2 separate regions of the Oryzias latipes genome follow, and region 1 is linked to region 2. A link is a contact called in public Hi-C data. All regions are on one chromosome and are shown on one strand. The core of a region is the stretch at or near the end of the contact, and the rest is flanking DNA. Distances in the headings are between cores, read along the strand shown.

Region 1 (3,773 bases), core at 263-2,762, 55 kb before region 2:
AGAACATTTTCCAGGTTAATATAATACAATTCAATTAGTGTTGTATCTTCCAAGCAGTACAGCAGATGTGCTTATGAGTCTGACCAGGTAAATAATCAGAGAACCAACGTTTGGATTTTGACCTTTAGACCATGTGAATTCTAAATATTTTAGTTAAATTTAGAAAGTTGGACATCTTAAAGGATCCTGTTAACCTCAAGACAAATGTTCATTTAGAGTACCATCAACAGCAGCCTGTTAGACAAGACAATTAGCCGCGGTTACATGGGCAGAATATCTTGATCGGATCAATGGTCGGGTTAAAATTCACCAGTGCACATGGGATCAGAAAACCTCTTTCCGATTAGAACAAACGTTCCCATGGCTCATACTCTCGTTCGGAATGAATCATTTGGGCATGCGCAGTAGTGTAAAAATCACCCGGATGCGGATATAGGTCCCGTTGTAAACAAACCGCTTCCACAGACATTTATGCAGCAGCTCGGTAACATACGAGACGATCTTCCAAACGTGCTTTTATTAATGTCATGAATATTATGAATTGCCTGTTCGCTCGTCGTTATATTTAATCTGTGTGGTCAGTGCTTTTTTTGTGGAAGAATTAAGCTGGACGAAAGCTTAGGACAGACTAACACGGGCTAACATCATTAGCCTGATGGATGGACACAAAATCCAGGACCGTGCGAGAAACGCAGCAATCTGCAGCTTTCTAAGGACTGAGCGACATTTATTTCTGCTCTGAAAGTTCACACAGACCGCCCCAAAGCCACTCTGTGAGCTAGCGGCCCGAGCTCTGTTCGAACACGGTTCCTCCTGAGTCCTGCAGCCGCTAACCAAGAGCGGCGGGACGGCTCGCAGTCTGAATTCTCCCACACATAACAAAACAACAAAACGCACACGTAACCCCCCCCCCCCCCCCCCCCCCCCCCCCCGACACAACATTATTAATCCAGCTGCTCTGCTCACTCGGGTGCCAGTGGACCGAGTGAGCGCTCCTCCTCCGAATCTCCCCCGTGAGGGGTGTAAGAGAGGGGAGAGCCAGCGGGGCGAGAGCGGAGCGGCGCTTTTCACGGGGTGTCCGCAGAGCTGGTCGGTCCCGTATGCGCTCCAAAGCTTTCTCTCAGCGAAACACCGTCTATGCGTGACGTAAACCAGAGCAGCAGTGACACACGATCGGAATGACCGTTTACATGCTCTACGATCGGATAAACGATCGGTATAACCCACCTATCTCGATCGGAAAGAAATTCTGATCCGAATGAGTCTGACCGGGGCAGAGTATTCCGAACGGCGCGTTTACATGACGCATTTTCTTTCCGATCAGGCGTTCATTCCGATTACTTTTGCCCATGTAAACGCGGCTATTGTAAAGGTTCATAGATTTGTACTGTAGGCCGTTTATGGTGCTGTGATGAAATAGGCATGTGGTGAGAAATGCTGGGGTAACTTGGGTACGAACCTCTGGGGTAAACACCAGGATCCATAAAGGTTGCCATGCTGAAGTTGGCCAAGACAAAGAGAAAGACGAGGCCATTGTAGAAAGGCACAGCAGGAGAGATCACCTTTGCTAGCCAGGGGCACCTGTGGACACACACAAAAAGATTGAGTTATGACTGATTTCCAAAAATCATTGTGAAATTTGGATCAAATATGTTTTAATAGAAGTCCTACGCTTGTTCTTTTTTACTTTTGTAACTTCAACACAATAACCTCAGTCATGGCTGCTTGCCAGCACACGCTTCCAGCAGACCTCTCCAGCCTGTTCCGATATCAAAAAGTCAATTCCTGGTGCTCATGCACAGAGATTATCGTCAATCTATATCTGCTCCTCCAAATTCAAGAGCTCATTTATACTTTGCTGAATAATTCAGAGCTCAGGCTGCAAAAAGCCACTAGTGGTGCAGAGAAGTGTGAAGGTTGAGCCTCTTACACAGTTAATCAGCGCCAGTCCTCAGGGATGTGATGGTTAGCATGGATCAGATTTTACAACATCACTGTAAAACACTAGCAACCTTTATGACGAATAATGGGCGGAGATAATTGTTTTCATTTAGTTATTAAGAATTTATTTTTCAACAGAATCTATGAAAAAAAAAATTCTGACTTTATCTACAATTGATTTATAGTAGGTTTTGTGTGCAGTGAGAGAAGTTGTGTACAATTATTTATTTTTTTGACAATCTTCAAGAACTTTACCAATTGAAATTTAGTCACATAATGTCACATTTACTTCTAACATAAGTCAGATATTCTGTCTTAAAATTAAGAATTCTGATTTCTAATGTCAGATTTGGAGTTGCAACAATCAAATTTATTTAGGAAAAATAAAAAAAAAAGATTCTGTAAACTCCAAATACTGTCGTCATATCAAAATAGCAAGAGAAGCTCTCAATTTCCAATAAGAAATGTTGTTGTTTTTCAGAGTTAAATATGTTTTTAACCCATTATATGTAACTGAACTTAACCGATTTCAGATCCTTTTGATGTTAGGCAACTTTTCAGAATTTAAAAAAATGTGAAGAAGCACAGTCAGAGAAAGTTTAATTAAGATCACACGCAGAGCTGCAGACTTTGTAGATGTGTAACAAGTAACCACAAAATCCCCATAAACGATGTTTGGACCACTTAAACTGCTGCCTCGAAACACCAAACTTCATCTAGTTAATAAGTCTGCATCAAGATTCTGTTGCCACAACAGACATAATGTCAGGAGCTTTTAAATTTAAGTTCTGAAGTTGAACTAAATTTAAGAAAGTGATAACCAAAATAAGAAAAACAAACATCATGAACATCAATTTAAATTGGATCTTCTGATTTAGACAAAGGAAGCAAAGTAGACACAGGACATGAAGAGGAATTAATCCTGCTTTGCTCCTCGGCCCGACAGATTTTCAGACGCGTCTGGAGTCAGTCTGGTGGTGAGAGACAGGCAAACACCTTCACACCAGCCTCCAGGCTGTTCACACTCCTGACACATTTGCACTTTAGAGTGCAGATGATAGTGTCAGACCCTGATTCCTGCTTATGTCAAACTGAATCCAGAATTTGCTCATCAAAAAACACAAAACACAAAGAATATTTATAAACCCCCTCGAGTATTTTACCATTTATGTTTCTAATTTGGTGATCGGTTTTATATTATTTTAGATTTTATAAGAGAAATATTCAGGTTTTTTTTAACAAATTGGATTTCTGCTTTTGTTGAAGGATTTTCCATTGTTGCTTCAATCATCTAAAGTCTCATTTGCAACTACTCTCACTGGCCACTTTAGTACTTTATTAGACACACCAGTCCAACTCCTCATTAACACAAATTTCTAATCAGCCAATCACAAGGCAGCAACTCAATGCATTTAGGCATGCAGACATGAACAAGATGATCTGCTGCAGTTCTAACCAAGCATCAGAATGGTGAAGATAGGTGACTGAAGTGACTTTGAATGGGGCATGGTTCTTGGTGCCAGACAGGCTGGTCTGAGTATTTCAGAAACTGCTGATCTACTGGGATTTTCACGCACAAGCATTTCTAGGGTTTACAGAAAATGGTCAGAAAAAGAGAAAATGTCCAGTAAGTGGCAGTTCTGTGGGCGGAAATGCCTTGTTGATGCCAGAGGTCGGAGGAGACTGGCCAGACCAGTTCTAGCTAATAGAAAGGCAACAGTAACAGTAACTCAAAAAACTGCTGGTTACAACAAGATCAGCAAATAAGCATCTCTGAACGCACAACACGTCCAACCTTTAGGCAGATGAGCTACAGCAGAAGAAGAGTGAGA
Region 2 (3,744 bases), core at 945-3,444:
GTTTAGGAACATCCACTCGCGTGCCCTGACACCAACTGTCGCCTTGGCGTGCGACGGCCTACATGACAGGTCTGTTTCCTGGATAGGTAGCGGTTTGGCTTGTGGTCAGCGGTGGCGATTAAGCAGCTTCTGCTGTGCAGCAGTGGAGATTCGGGACAAATTCAGACACACAAAAACACTAAGCTGCAACTGCATCCATGTTTAAATCTGTACTCATGGATTAAATCATCACTTGTAATTGTAAAGGATAGAATTTAAAAATCCCCCCGTACGTATTTGTTGATGCCAGGTGTCAGCAAGCCAAACCCAGGAAAAAATGTTCCTGCATGTGTGTGTGTGTGTGTGTGGGTACTAGTGCTGTCCTCAGGTCTCCTCCATTACCCAGATGACACCAATTTGGCTTTTTGGCAACACCCCAAGACCTCTAACACACTGCGGCCAGTGAATAAAAAAAGATTGCCATGTCTCTGGCATTCAGCGTAAACTCACATCTGTGTGTGTATGTGTGTGTGCATATGTGTGCGTGACATGGTTTTGACCCCAGCTGACCATGTGACTCGGCATGGTCCTAATTTTGCATTTAGCTGCATGTTATTTTGGTTAGAAGGTTTTCGCATAAAGGCACGCTGCTGTACTCCGGCGTGTGCAGCCATCTTCTGCAACCACACAAGGTTAGACTAAGTTCACTACAGATGAGGCTGCGGCCCTGCCTACGCCGCCTCCGCCACCCCCGCCAGGTGCAGTCGATGTGGACCTGCCACATCGACTGCACCTCTAACCCTGGAGCAAAGGAGCAACAAAATACAACCTTAATCCCCAACCTTAAACCATCTGTTAGGAGCTGAACCTTTAAGCGGCATGTTGCACGAAACCCAACAAAACAAGGCCTGGTGACTCTCAAGACAAACATACGCTGACTACTGAAATGAAAGGGAACAATGGAAATCAAGACATGTAAATCAGTCAATTTGTTTATTCAAACTAAGGCACACCAAGGAATGCTGGGATCTTTGGGACTATTAGCAAAAACCCTAAACGCCATGCGAAGTTTTGGTACTAAGACACACCTGAGACATTTAAGATAATTTTATGCCTGGACAGATTATGACCATTAAAAAAAGCTACATTACGGCAGAATTACTTGGCATCCTTGTGTGCGTCTGTGGTGGATCAAAGTCCGCAAAAGCTTCCGAAGCCTTGGAAGCGAAGAACCAGATTCCAAAATGTTGTCATTTGCCACATGGATGGTTGGAAACTGCATTAGTGTTTGACTACCAAAGAGTTTCTGGCTTCATTTTAATCCCCCCCAGGTGGATTTTCATTGATAAACATAGGACTATCATAAGATGAATGCATGAAGGACGGATGACTCAGACCATATATATCTCTGCCTCTGCTGTCATCCTTATTCTGTGTTTTAGTACACTCAACTTCCTCCATTCAAAACCATGATCATAATGACTTCTAGAGAAACTAGGAAGTTATGATTCCATCTGCACAACCCATTTAGTGAGATTAGGAGGTAACGCTCTGCAACATCAGATTGTGATTACAGTTCCTCTGAGCAGATTTCTATAGTTGGAATTCCGACTGAGAGGAATGACATCAATGCAACCCTTTGAACTGCATCATCAGTTGCATCTTTGGAAGAGCTGGTGGGGAATTGAGTTATTTGGGCCTGTGTTGGTCCTAGATGTCCACTTCGATGAAGTTCCTCTTTCCAGGAACAAGTCCAGGGGCCGCTCCTCTTCACGTCAGCATTTTAGACCTATGGGTCTGCAGATGGGGTAGGTATGCCCTCCCCACACCCCGACCCATCAATCCGCCCGTTCAAACTTGCAGCTAAGACCCTCTGTGAGTGTGTTATATCTGCAACCGCGGTCCCTAGAAATCTAACCATGACAACGAGGAGCCGCGAAAACTTACGTAAAGACGAAAAATAAAGTGGTCGATCCGACGAGGAGTGTGGCAGCAGTGGACACCGGGATGTATTTGGTGGGTTTAAATCTCTTTCCAGCGCTGTTGGGCATTCTGTAAATCCAACATTCCTCAGTTATTTATTCCGATTGGAGGCGCGTGGAAGAAACGGACGTCCAGCGTGCTGATCAGCGGGCCTCTCAGCGGCTGGGAGCGGCACGAGCGGTCCTGTGGCTGTCGCTGAAGCCGCATAGGTCCAAGACGTTTGTGGACGGGAGTACACTGTGAAAGCCCGACAAAAAAAAAAAAAAATCCAGCCCACTGCTGAGGTCACAGAACCGCTCGAAAAAGGTGGAGCCTCGCCGCTACAAAACCTCCTTAATAAAAATGATTATGCTAGGTTATCTTGGACGCCATTAATCGCACTAACCCGCCTTTATACACGTAAAATATATTTCCCGACTTTTGCCAAATTTCAGATTTGTTCATCGAAATTCATTGTCTTGGAATAGTTGTATGCAGTAATAGCAAATTCTTCGTGAATTTTACAGTTTTATGCTGTTTACACTAACAGAGGCTAAATATAAGTTTAATTGAAAAAGGAAACATAATTAAAGTAAAAGTATTTGGGCTTATTCACTATTTTTGTTTTCTGAAAACACCCAAAGCCCATTGTGTGATTCTGACAGGGATATTTTGAGATAATAAACCATAGTCACAGGGGTTTATATATGCCTATAAATGTGCACAATTATTATTTTTTTAAGTGATCTATGTTAAAATGATTCCTCGATTGGGATAAAAAAAATAGCTACATCAATGAGTCTAGGGCGCCCTCGTGAGGCAAAGAGCGAAATAGAAAGGTTTGACTCTGGCTGGCCACCGTAGATCATCGCACTGGTCTGGATGGCTTTTCTGTTTCTTCTGTGCTTCGTTCATTTTCGTTAAGTCTCAAAATATATTGGATACTTGTGCCACAGAATAAGATTTTTTTTTGCCTCACTGGACTTTATCTAATATTCAAACGACTGTTAGCGTTGGAGAAATATTTTTGAGGATAAACAACGTCACGTTTTTTATTTACAACACCCCCGGTTGAGCTCAGCTAATAAGCTAGCTTCGCTGTGCTACTTCGGCGGCTCTCAGAATGTTTTATCGGAAAACTGTGAAAGTTCTTTGCGGGCTCGCTGGAGGCTCCGCCGTCTTGGTGTTTGCTGACTCTCGTGGATACCTAGGGGAGCCCAGCGGGGAGGCCAGGAGGGTTTGGAGGTCCAAGTTCCCCGTTCTTCAAGCTGCACAGCCGGCGTGGACACCGGGCACCCATACTCCAACGCCGACCGGACACGCTTGGGACTTCAACTGGGACAAGTAAGTGACCACCCAGTTTGGCCCCGCCATTGGTATTTGTTTTTCTTGTCTCACTTTTGTAACGAGACAAAAACAAAAAAACAAACAAACCCGGAGATAGTTGCTTACAGAAAAGATTTTATTATGAAAATCAAAACTGCGTTTTACGGATTAGAAACATAGTATAAATTTAGCAACAAACCTAAAACCACTAATGTGATATATTATTTATACCTGTTTGATCTAAGTGTTAATTAAGTTACAGCAATTTCAAATTCTTTAGGTAAGAAGTTTAAACTTTTATTTTTTTCCATCGTAGAAACGCCTTACACAGGGAAGGCTTTCAAAGTAATGAACTGCTCTTGATCTTGAATTACTCTTGAGATAACCCAGTTTTTTCCCCCAACCTAAGCCACTCTTAATCTGAAAATAACCATGTCTTAACCCTTCTAGGAGAGACCCGTCCGTGCTGTCCAATGG

What was found. Hi-C and Micro-C count contacts between places; a contact is called where the count stands out from the background.
Region 1: a Hi-C map of gastrula embryo shows a contact between it and region 2, with 1.9 times the contacts expected there. The contact joins the enhancer-like site here to the promoter of zdhhc8 in region 2. A contact is called at or near these places in 4 of 5 Hi-C or Micro-C datasets (embryo, fibroblasts and gastrula embryo).

What each region holds. Positions count from the first base shown.
Region 1 is chr9:23,278,675-23,282,447 of ASM223467v1, reverse strand. It overlaps zdhhc8 (probable palmitoyltransferase ZDHHC8), which reads right to left. Exons shown (of 11, transcript XM_004072857.4): 2 at 1,460-1,581. Among protein-coding and RNA genes, the nearest start is that of LOC111947951, 16 kb to the left of the region's middle. Within about 2 kb of position 1,512, at least 1 of the 8 cell types and tissues checked has an H3K27ac peak or open chromatin away from gene starts, as enhancers often do. A contact at or near this core is called in gastrula embryo, where this site is marked.
Region 2 is chr9:23,224,190-23,227,933 of ASM223467v1, reverse strand. It overlaps zdhhc8 (probable palmitoyltransferase ZDHHC8), which reads right to left and starts at 2,194. Exons shown (of 11, transcript XM_004072857.4): 1 at 1,927-2,194. The coding sequence starts at 2,030. pgam5 (serine/threonine-protein phosphatase PGAM5, mitochondrial) reads left to right here and starts at 2,793. Exons shown (of 6, transcript XM_011479518.3): 1 at 2,793-3,285; 2 at 3,718-3,744. The coding sequence starts at 3,065.